Regions from separate parts of the Mus musculus genome. Here region 1 is linked to region 2. The links are chromatin contacts, called in public HiChIP or PLAC-seq maps. All regions are on one chromosome and are shown on one strand. The core of a region is the stretch at or near the end of the contact, and the rest is flanking DNA. Distances in the headings are between cores, read along the strand shown. Region 1 has its middle 39 kb from the start of Gm36720. Region 2 holds the start of Igfbp3 (insulin-like growth factor binding protein 3).

What was found. HiChIP or PLAC-seq counts read pairs in DNA pulled down with a chosen protein or histone mark.
Region 1: a contact with region 2 is called in an H3K4me3 HiChIP or PLAC-seq map of neural progenitor cells, with 16 times the contacts expected there. The contact joins the enhancer-like site here to the promoter of Igfbp3 in region 2. A contact is called at or near these places in 15 of 39 promoter capture datasets (the 3T3-L1 cell line, 3T3-L1-derived adipocytes, Sertoli cells and 9 more), 17 of 484 Hi-C or Micro-C datasets (the AML12 cell line, the HL-1 cell line, the HPC-7 cell line and 8 more), 9 of 115 datasets of contacts at active chromatin or transcription factors (craniofacial prominence, embryonic forebrain, embryonic stem cells and 4 more) and 2 of 9 other capture datasets (adipose tissue and liver).

Annotation. Positions count from the first base shown.
Region 1 is chr11:7,464,818-7,470,145 of GRCm38.p6, reverse strand. No RefSeq gene overlaps it. Among named protein-coding and RNA genes, the nearest start is that of Gm36720, 39 kb to the right of the region's middle. Within about 2 kb of position 3,250, at least 13 of the 459 cell types and tissues checked have an H3K27ac peak or open chromatin away from gene starts, as enhancers often do. A contact at or near this core is called in neural progenitor cells, oligodendrocyte precursor cells and stem cell-derived neural progenitor cells, where this site is marked.
Region 2 is chr11:7,210,984-7,216,348 of GRCm38.p6, reverse strand. Igfbp3 (insulin-like growth factor binding protein 3) reads left to right here and starts at 2,426. Exons shown (of 5, transcript NM_008343.2): 1 at 2,426-2,964. The coding sequence starts at 2,559.

The DNA.
Region 1 (5,328 bases), core at 2,001-4,500, 250 kb before region 2:
CTGTGATGTTTTCCCAGGATAGCTGAGTGTGAGACAGGGCTACATGCATTCAAGGCATTGGTTACTGATAACCTCAGCACCATGGGCAGCATGCAATCAGGAGGGAAAACTGCATTTCTCACAGCGCATGTCCCTACAATGCTCTGGTGGTTAGGTTGGCAGATTCAATATCTTGTCAATTTAGGATATTTCTAACTTCTGATGGGTTGGGGAAGGCATCTGTATCAGACAAGGCCCTCCCCTAACTAGACACCTTTTCTTCTGTCTTTCTAAGACCTTCCTTTTGGTTTCTGAGTGCCGCTTTGTATGCATGGCTTCCTTAGGTTCTCACAGTCAGGAGTGATCACCTCCTTTTGGAACCACCAGCAGCCCCCAATGAATGCTCTGTGCATCTCCTGTCTGGCATTTCCTGCTACTCCTAAAACAGCACATCCTGAAAAAGGACAGTCCCTCAGCACACAGTCAGCCCTTTGAGTTTGGAAAGATAAAAAGAAAAGGGAAACAATAAGACAGGGGATTAGGAGGGAGTGAGAAGGGAAGGAAAGAGGGGGAGGGGGAAAGGGAGGAGGTCAGGCATCTTCTATCTTGTTTTGATTCTCAGATTCTCTGTGTTCCATCTTGACCTCAGTCTCCTCCTCTAAGCCTCACTCACCTCTATACCTGCTGGGAGATCAGATTAAAAAGCTCAGCTCCTGAGTCCTCCTGCTCCTGGAGTCCACAATCAACAGTGGACCTCCACTCTCAACAGGATGCCTTGTTTCTGCTGAGTTAAAGAGGTTTTCCCAGGTATGCATCTGTCCATCACATCCACCCAGCTATTGCAGAAAAAAGCTTGTATTAGAACAGTGGCTATGGCGCTAAATCTGAATCTAGAGGCAAAGTCCTGAGTTCTCATAACGGTTTGAAGTCTCTTTCTCCAAAATGATTTTTCTTTTGAGGAAATCAAGACAAGAAATAGACTTCTTTGCAGTTTTAGCCATATCTTCCTGCCCTCCTCTGATGAACTCTTCAGTCCTGCAGGCTCACACCTGAGGCTCCTTTACCTACCTGGCTTCCTTCTCTCCATCTTCTACCAAGGGAGGGCTTGCTTAGCCTCTGTAGAGACAGCTGAAGTTCCGAGGCTTCTTGTAGACGCAGAGGCTATGAACATGGAACCTTGAGAACATAGAATTGGGGGCATCATTGCTAGCACCCTGGCACTCAGGTGGGAGGAGAAGATTTGTGGGCACCTTGGTGGCCTCTGGGGATGCTGTTTTCCTTCAGTACAGGAGTTACCCACTGATAATGATGCTGAATTACTTCCATAGTCTTATTTCTACTTTTGATCTTAGGGAATCTTCACTAATTTTACAGCCCAGATATGTGAAGAGAGGGAAAGACATAGAGACGGAGACAGAGCGAGACAGACAGAAACAGAGAGATATTAGTTAGCTGAGCTTCTCCAACCATATTCAGGTAGAGTTTCTGCTCAGAGGCCACTGTTGGCCCTTAACTACACAGTTGGTCATCACGGGTCCACAATCACCACCTTCCTACACTCCACCACTTACCTATGTAGTTACCTGATGGGAAGCAAGACTTTGAGGATTGATGTGAAACACGGTCAACCTCATTTTGAGCTCACCCAGACACCATGACCTTACGCCAGCTGTTAGAGTCAGCTGCTGCAAGTGGACAGCTGCACCACAGCAACTCTGTCTTTCTCTGAGACCCCCGAGGTAAAGTGCTGTTCTGAACACATCTGAAGGACAAAAACTTCACAGGGAATGAGAGATGGAGCATATAAACCCTACTGGGCTTAATCTACTCTCTTTAAATCAGTAAACAATTAACCAGAGACACAGTGAAGCTTTGAGTTGCACACCCCTTTCTTATGCCTGCTGTACATATTACTCCTCTTGCCAGGTGCATCACTAAACAAAGCCCTGCGTCATCGCAGGTGTCAATTCTAGGAAAAGAACTGATGCTTCACCGCAGGATGGACTGACTCAGCAGGAAGTTCATGTAGCCCTTACTCCTTCAGCTCTTGGGAAACAATACCTTGTGCAGGGAGATCCAACATTTAAGTGTGGTGGGAAACCTGGTATGTTTTTCAACTCATGCAGAATGGGAGGAGAAGACTAAAGAGTGGTTGGAAAAGTGACATCTCAGAATGCTCAATGCACTAAGATGCCCGTTTCCATCCTGCCTTCAACCTGTGGGCTCACCTTGGAAGCTGGATAAATAATGCCCTGCCGGACCCAGGATTCGGAAGCAGAGCATACAGCACGATTTCTCCGAGCCCTCTCTCTGTCTTGGTGTCCAAGTATTTCAGTAGTAACAATAAAATTCACATTCTGAGCCTCAGATCATTGATACAGTGCTAAAATTATGAAAACATCTTCTAAGAATAGTGAGCTGGAAGGTTCTAATTAGTGGCGGGAGAACTGTTCTAAATTAAAACCTGGCATTTTTGGAGGGGAAAAACAACAATTGCAGCAGATGAGTGAAACATGTTCATTAAGTATGAGGCAATGGAAATGTTGGCATAGCAGCTAGAGAAAGGCGACTTCCTTAGAGAGCAGCAAGAAGCTCAGAGTCATACACACAAAGCCCTTGTTTCCCACGCATGAGACTCCTGAGAGTTCCTGAGAAAATGATCAGGACACAAAACCCCCAAAAGGGTGCTAAGCTTAGCAGTGTGCATTTATGCAACCCCTCAACAGCAAAGCCAGTGAAGAGTACCACGAAGGGTGCAAACAGTCACAGTGAGTGGCACCGCAGAAGAAAAGGGTGCTCCCAGACCAGTGATGATGAAGTGAAGTCACCAGTGTAGTCACATCATGTGACCTAAAGAACAGTGACTGGCAATGTGCATATGACTACAGAACCATCTGATGGGTAGAGCCTGACTCACCTGGACGCTGACAGCTGTCCATCATGACAACCAGACACATGTGCCTTTGGGGAGAGTACTGCACTATTTCCTCTGACACCCCTGCCATAAGGATTTCTTTGATCTGAAGGAAAGTTTAGATTGCTCAAGCCTGAAATTTCCTTATAAGTACAATTTCTGGACAGACCCAGCAAAGTAGCCTCTTCCCTGGGCTTTCAAATTCCTTTTCTCTGTCTACTATTTTCTCCCCCAAATTCTCTTTTTCAAGATTTAATTGAAGAACTAGGCGTTGCTCCATTGTCTATAAGCGCACCCCAGTGTTATACAGGAACATCTAAATGGCACAGTCAATGTGTTAGAGGCAAGTAGGTCCTTGGGCCACAACTCTGGCTCCTCACTCAGGGTGTGACCCAATTAAAAGGTTACTTAACCCTCTGGGCACTTTAGTTTCATTTAAAAAATACATTGATAACAATGTATTGTTCATAAAGGTTGAGGCAATCTTAATTAAGAAAGATGCATTTGAGGGCGGACTGATGATCATTATCATTAGACTGGAAGCAGATGGTAGATTCTAGTTCTCTTCAGTGGCTCAGAGCTTTTATGTAGAAATCTGCGCACAGCCGAAGGAAGTGGCCAGTTAAAAACAGGAGGACAGTTGGGAGTTTGTCTCCAACTGGCACAAAAGAATGATTCGCTTCTTCTCTGACTTCTGCTGCATTAATTAGATTATTTGAGCCACCAAAAAGAATACCATCCTCTCAATGAATGGGACTCATTCAGAGGGAAAGACAGAGGTGGGGGAAGTCTCAGCCTGCCCCCACTGTCTGTGGGGAACCTCGGGAGTCTACTTGGAGACAGTGCTTTGGCACAGAAAGATGGAGCTTTGGGCCAGCACACAGGTACTCAGCTATGGTTTCTAAGCTGAAGAAAACTCACAAACCCAGACAATCCTGTGTCACTGAATGGGAATATGTGATAATTAAAAAAAAAAGTACATTCATGTTATGTCACTCGTGGAACAAGGGCCTATAGATAGAGAACACAGCTCATTCGAGTGCAATCAGAGGCTGAACTTATCACAGATATAGACAGAAGAGGTCAGGGTGGGAGAAGACAGGGATGGGTACCCTTGTGTGCCCTATAACCTCATGGTAAGTTGGGTGTCTTAACACATAAGAGAATGGACCTAGTCAACACCACCACATAGAGAAAGGTCCAGAAAAGAGACATAGAGACATCCTAGCTCATGACTTCCTTACCTTGCTGATGTGTGTTCAGATGTTAAAGACAGTTAAAAGATCCATGCATTGCTGGGGAGCCTGAAAGTAACTAGCCAAAACCAATCATTTGGTCCCTGTCTGTCAGACTTATTTCTGATTGAAGGCTGGCCCAAGCTTCCCAAGGTTTTTCCTATGCCAGAAAATCAACGGGAGCTCCCACTGCAGCTGGGCACTGCAGATTCCCCTGGGAAGCCCAGGAGTAGAGGGGAGGTGTGCTTTGCCTCTTGATCCCACAGGCCAGAGTCTAAATTATGCAATAGGGTGTCTGGACTTGGCATCCATGAATGGGCCTTTATTTCTCCAGAGGCCCTGGTCCCCACCACATATTGTTGGCTCACTAGGTACAGAGGTGGGAAAGGTCAAGGCTGTCAGCTCTTGGATATGCCCCTCTTACCTGCAGGGAGACAAAAGCTTCCTTTCTGTTATCCTCTTATGTAAGACTGCTAGCTAGCTCAGGACATTCATGGAAAGGTCCAATAAGAAGTCTCACTTAGCCAAGGGCCTCTGTCTGGGAACAATGCTGTGGTGGGATTGCATTTGTTAGGGAAGATAAGATGCTGGAATCTATTTAGAATCCCTTGTCCTGACCCTGACGTCATCCTTCTCTGTGGCAGTTAGGTAGGCAGCATTGTCCTGTGAGAGTCCCAGTGGGCGTTGTCTGGGTATGATGTCTGTGGACTCCCAGATCTCCTTTTGTGACTTTGAGGCCATTTTCCCACATCTTACATAAAAATAGTTGGCCTACTCATGAGAGGAAACCACAGTCCACACAATGAGGGATGCTCCCCCAATCTTGACTCCCAAACCGAGGGCTGTTCCTCTGGAGGCTGTCTTCAGAAGACCAGTGACAATCACTTTACAAGCAAAGGCCAATACTCCTGGACTTGCCTGTAGAAGTTCCAGTGGTGGGGGCAGGGTGTGATAGTGGTCCAGACTCTGTTGAAGATAGCTGCTGAGGGTGAGTGTGAGCTGGGAGCAACCTGATGGAAGGGACGGAATTAGTTCTTTCTCCCTCCCAAGTCCACAAACTTGGGTTCAGTCCTTTGACCTCAGGCCTGAACGTCAATGCTTTCACATACAAGGGAAGTTTGCATGCCACCCAGGCCATGTGCAAAGATGCTCTTAGATCTAAAGAACAGGTGTGAGGAGAACACAAAACAAAGTATCAAC
Region 2 (5,365 bases), core at 1,177-3,676:
TGCTGTCCACAGTGCTAAGGTCTTGAGGCTCTCTGCTTGCTTGGCCAGCCCTGAGCAGAAGAGGAAAGACCGATATGGTAGACAAAGGTGAGATTCCTGCCCACTCTCATTATTCACAGTTGAATGCCCAGTACCATCCCAGGGGAGCAACACATCTCTGTACATGCTACACTCATAACCACAAACACCAGTTTTAAAGTTTGACATAATTAGCCAGCATGTCAACATAAAATTACATTTTCTCCCATCCAAATCCTTCTTGAAATAATCATTTGGGTGGAGGGAAAGGGTGCCCTGAAGTTTTGTCAAAAGAAAACAGCTAAAGGTTAAAACAAAATTCCCCTCATGTCAGTGCCATGGATGTACTTGGCTGGTGCAAGATTTCATGATAAATGAGATGACAGTCGATATAAAACACTTAACCAATCCTGTGCAATCTCGAAGATGCCAGTAAACTCGGGTGGAGGCCTGGCGCTTTGGCGCCCCCTAGGAGTCCCGGGTGGAGCAAGCGCCCATTTCTCAAACTGCAAAGGAAGAATGGAAGAACTCAGTTTATTGTGAAGAGAACCAAGTTGATTTCTCTTTTCCAAGAAGCCATTCACTCTAGGCGTCCCCTGTCTCCTTGCCTGATGATAAATCTGGGTAAAAGTGCTGGACTGCTTCTGTGGGTAACATTGTATCGAACAGAGAGAAGGCCTGCCACATCTAGAATCACTTTTGATACTAAACCTTGTTCTAATTTTGGAGTCAAGGTCTCTGTGGTTATTTAAAGAACAAGTGTAACCCTAGGGGATTTTTTTCTTTCAATTTTCCAATGAAGTCAGAGGCCCTGTTCTTCAGCGTTAGTACATAGGGAAAAAAGAAGGAACAACTGGGACACTTTCTGGTAGACTGTGTTAACTCTAGCCACGACCTAAACTCTATGAGGAAGGAATAATGCAAAAACTGGGGGTGCTGTGTCTTGGCAGCTCTGGCCTTCACGGGTCTCATATTTTTTTCTTTGTAAAGGTCCAAAATTTTATCATTCTTATTTATAGTATCAAATAAGGGAGAACTAAATTTTACTAAAATTAAGACATAATTTTTTTAAAGGGGATATAAATTTGTAGAGAGAGCCACAGATACAGGGAGATGTAAAGACACACGGGTGGATGAATGTCCACTTCACCAGATAAGATATACATGATAGACGGAGGGATATGTGGGGGAAGTCGTCTTAATTTGCTTCCTGCATAAAATTGCACAGATCTCCCCAAAGACAATCTCCCCAGCCTATGGTAAACAACTCAAGAGTATCCAGGAAAGTCTCCTTCCAAGTCGGTCTCTCAAGTTCCCACCACTCATCCACGAATTGTTTTAAATAAATAAATAAACCGCGAAGTCTGTCGATTCAATTCTGGACCACCAGCGTCCTCTGTTGGTCACCTATAGGAGGAGCGTGCAGACTTTGGAGAGACTCGTACAAAAGAACTCAATAGCTGCGCTATTGCGCCTGGATTTCAAGTCAGAATGAACGGATTAGCAAGAACTCCAGTCTGCACTGGAGCACATCAGAAGTTGGTATAGGGGTCCAACGATGACTAAAACTCGTTGTGAACAGTATTCATTTTAAGGGCTGCTTGGCTACTAATCATGCATGCTTCAGTGTCTCAGTAGTTATTTTAACGCAGATGCGTCCGCTAAAAAGATTCTCCCAAACAAGAACTAGAGGAACTTCTCATCTTTAAAAAGAAAAAAACTGTCCTCACTCCTATCTGGGAAAGTGCAACGACGTATTTGAGTATTTTGAGTCCCTACCTCCTTGAAAAGCAAATCCTTTGCGCCCATAGCTGTCAGCGTGAGGTTGTGCGGTGCTGAGACTCTGGGAGCTAAAGTGGCCCGTGGTGCAGATTTAAACCTCGAGCTCTAAGGTTCTCCAGACCTCAAAGTGATCTGCGCGTTCTCGCTGGGAAATGCCTAATACAGCATACCCTACACGAGGAATTCCATTGCGGGAACTTTACAAAGTACACAGGCGCTGAATGGGTCCGGGCCAGCTTCCCAAACATAAACCATCCCTGGAAAGGCCAGCTTAGCCAGCCATCCAGGGGGAGGGGCTATAGGGTCCGGGACGCCAAATTGGCTGGGAGTCATTGAAGGAAGAGAAGACCAGAGTCCCTGGAGTGGCTGGGACTCTAGAGACGCAAGGTGGCCTGGAGCGCCTGTGGTTACCCGTGAAGAGGTGGCCCTGATACAGGGCGTGCGCACAGAGAGCAGGTGCCCGGTGAAGACGCGCGCAGCGCGCCCCCGTCCTCGTTCCCGCTTCGTCGGGAGGCGCGGGCCCCGGAGCGGAGCCTGCGCCGGCCCACCCCCCACCCTCGCCGTTCCGGGGCGTGTCCTCCGCCACCCCGGCTTCTATATATCGGCCTGCGCGCCCGGGCTGCCCAGATGCGAGCTTAGAGCGGCGACTGGGCGCTGAGGACCTGCTTGCTCGCTGCTCCCATCCCGCCGCCTCATCCCGCCGCCTCATCCCGCGTGCTCCACTCCGCTCCCCTCCACCGAGCCGTCCACCCGGCGCCATGCATCCCGCGCGCCCCGCGCTCTGGGCGGCTGCGCTCACTGCCCTCACTCTGCTCCGCGGACCGCCGGTGGCGCGAGCTGGCGCGGGCGCGGTGGGCGCGGGCCCCGTGGTGCGCTGCGAACCGTGCGACGCGCGTGCGCTGTCCCAGTGCGCGCCTCCGCCCACCGCGCCCGCGTGCACGGAGCTGGTGCGAGAGCCCGGCTGCGGCTGCTGCCTGACTTGCGCGCTGCGCGAAGGCGACGCGTGCGGCGTCTACACGGAGCGCTGTGGCACCGGCCTCCGCTGCCAGCCGCGGCCCGCGGAGCAGTACCCGCTGAGGGCGCTGCTGAATGGCCGCGGGTTCTGCGCCAACGCCAGCGCTGCAGGCAGCCTAAGCACCTACCTCCCCTCCCAACCTGCTCCAGGTAAGCTGTCCCTGCCACGTGCGCCACGCGCAACTCCCTGGGACCCGACGAGGGTGGCAGGGAGTGTATCTTCAGATGTTTGTCTTGGCTCATATTGAAGGTTGGAAAATGGACCCTGGGAGGCGGAGTGAGGCACTGAACCCATTTTTCCTCTTGCTTGGTTCTCAAAGTACAGCTTTTCTTATAAGTTGCAAAATGCGCTCTGTGAAAATAGGTAGAATTCAGTGCCAGGACGAGCGGGTAGCAAGGGAGACTGCCAGTGGACAGATCCCAGTCACTGGAGAGTCTCCTCGCTGAGCGGGGATACCCAGGTTTAGGTCTGTGTAACCCAGCTGTTGACCTGGGTTTTCATTCCTCATAAATTGGGAAGGAGCGCGTCTATCCCAGGGAAGCTTGAGTGTAGGAATCCCGGGTTGGATCCGGACCATGAAGGTATTTGCAGGCAGCCACGCTGTTGGAAACAGTACCTGTCTTGAAACATCCTATCATTTGCACGGGCTAATTGGCAACGCAGGATTGTGTCCCAATTTATCCAAAAACTAACGAGATGAAATTAAGAGCACTGGTGTCTTTGAAACTGTGAAACCTAAAGTTCAAAACTGCTCAGTGTCACCAGGAGCTGCAAAAAGGTTTGAGCCCGGTTCGGGCCCCATAGGCGCCATCCTATGCTCTGCAGCAGCGCCTTCCAGATTCAGAGACTGCATTTGGTGCAGAGGATGCAGACTCAGGCCGGTTCCCTGCCAAAGCAGAGACTAGAAATGCGAAGTACGACCCAGGAATGTTACTCTTTCTAATTCGACCTAGGTGCAGCAGCAGCAGCAGTGGGGACAGCGACAGCGCCAATGAGAAAAATGCAAACGTTTAACAGTTACCTCTCCTGCTGCAAGCCCTACCAAGCAGGCAGTCACTCTAAGGGCATCCTTCGTTCCTTTAAGGAAAAAACAAAACAAAACAGAAACATTTAAATGGATTTGGCAGCTGTTGCTCTAAATGGCCAGCATTCTTAGCTGTTGCTCTAAATGGCCAGCATTCCTAGCCAGTCTCGCTTAGTTATGTGAGTCAAGTTCTTGCCCTGAACATCTGAAGGCTAGAATTCTCCGGTTTCCCACACCAGGCTGGCAGATGGTGCAGATCGAGCCCCCAGGACCAGGGCTAGCTGGGTAGAGAGTCTCTTTATGATTTCTGTGGCTGCTGACCTACACTCCCGGGTACAGGCAAGTCCTGGTATGTTCATCCCCGAGAAGCATTGGATTCCTGGCAAAGCAAGATTCCAGTTGTTTCGCTGACTCAGACAAAGGCAAAATCATGCCATTTGCCTGTGTGTCTTTAACTTCTAGTGCGTTCTGTGGTATACCAAAAGCAATCTTAAGAAATACTAGCATTGCTATTTTGAGTTAAGCCTTAATGACCTCTATTAATAATCACCATTGAACACTGTAGTAAAAATTGATGTGAGCTTTAATTACAAAAGAGTTTGGAGGCTTCAATATCCATTGAAGGAAAAAATATAGTTCTGTGACACAATTCACAATTCCCTATTTAATAGTTCTATTGTAGTCAGCTATCTAAGGAGAACAAAGAGAAGGAAAAAAGGGACGTTTAAGAAATTACTCAGCTTCTTGGAAGATAAATACAAATACAATCATTTACATATTAGCATTTCCTTTGTCCCTGTACTTTCAAAAAAAAAAAAACCCACAAAGATTCAAGCAAATTGAAACCAAGTCTACAAATTGAATCATGGCTCTCCTCCGCCAGGTGCTAGTCTAGACCCGAGGAATTTTGCTTGCGGGGGCAAGAGGTCATTGAGGGTTTGCAGCCGAGTCTCAGGGAGCCGTTTGGTAGATGAGAAACTCAGGCTCCTTGGGCAAGAGGGCCTTCTGGGATCCTGCACGCCAGTTCCTCTGAGAGATGGGAGAAGCTGCGACCTCCGACGGTTTCTAGCAAACGAAGCATTAGCTCTTGGCCAGAGGCCCAGAGCTTCCTCGTGGGCAGGATGCCTCAGCCTGGCATTTCCTGAGAGGCCAAATCAAAAAAGAGAGGCCAGCTGGGGCCCTGAACTTTGCACCCAGACAGAATAAATTCAGAACCAGATGCCAACTGGGACTCCATGCTCAGAAAGCTATTAAAGCCCCTTTGTCAGGAGGGAAGGAATTCTATGGTCATGATCTGAAGCTTAAACCTAAAGCTGTAAAGCTCAGAGTTGAGAGTTGGGGGCCAATTATCTGGCCTTGGGTCCCCCCTGGGGCGGGGGGGATATCTTACTGCAAATGGAGTGGTCAGCCACAAATTTAGTCACATACTTAGATTCAATTAATCTGTTCACCTTCCAGCGTTCCTATCAGTTAGGACCGGCTCCCTTAGCACCTTGGGTTATGAAAGCTAGGAGGCTTTTCTTCCC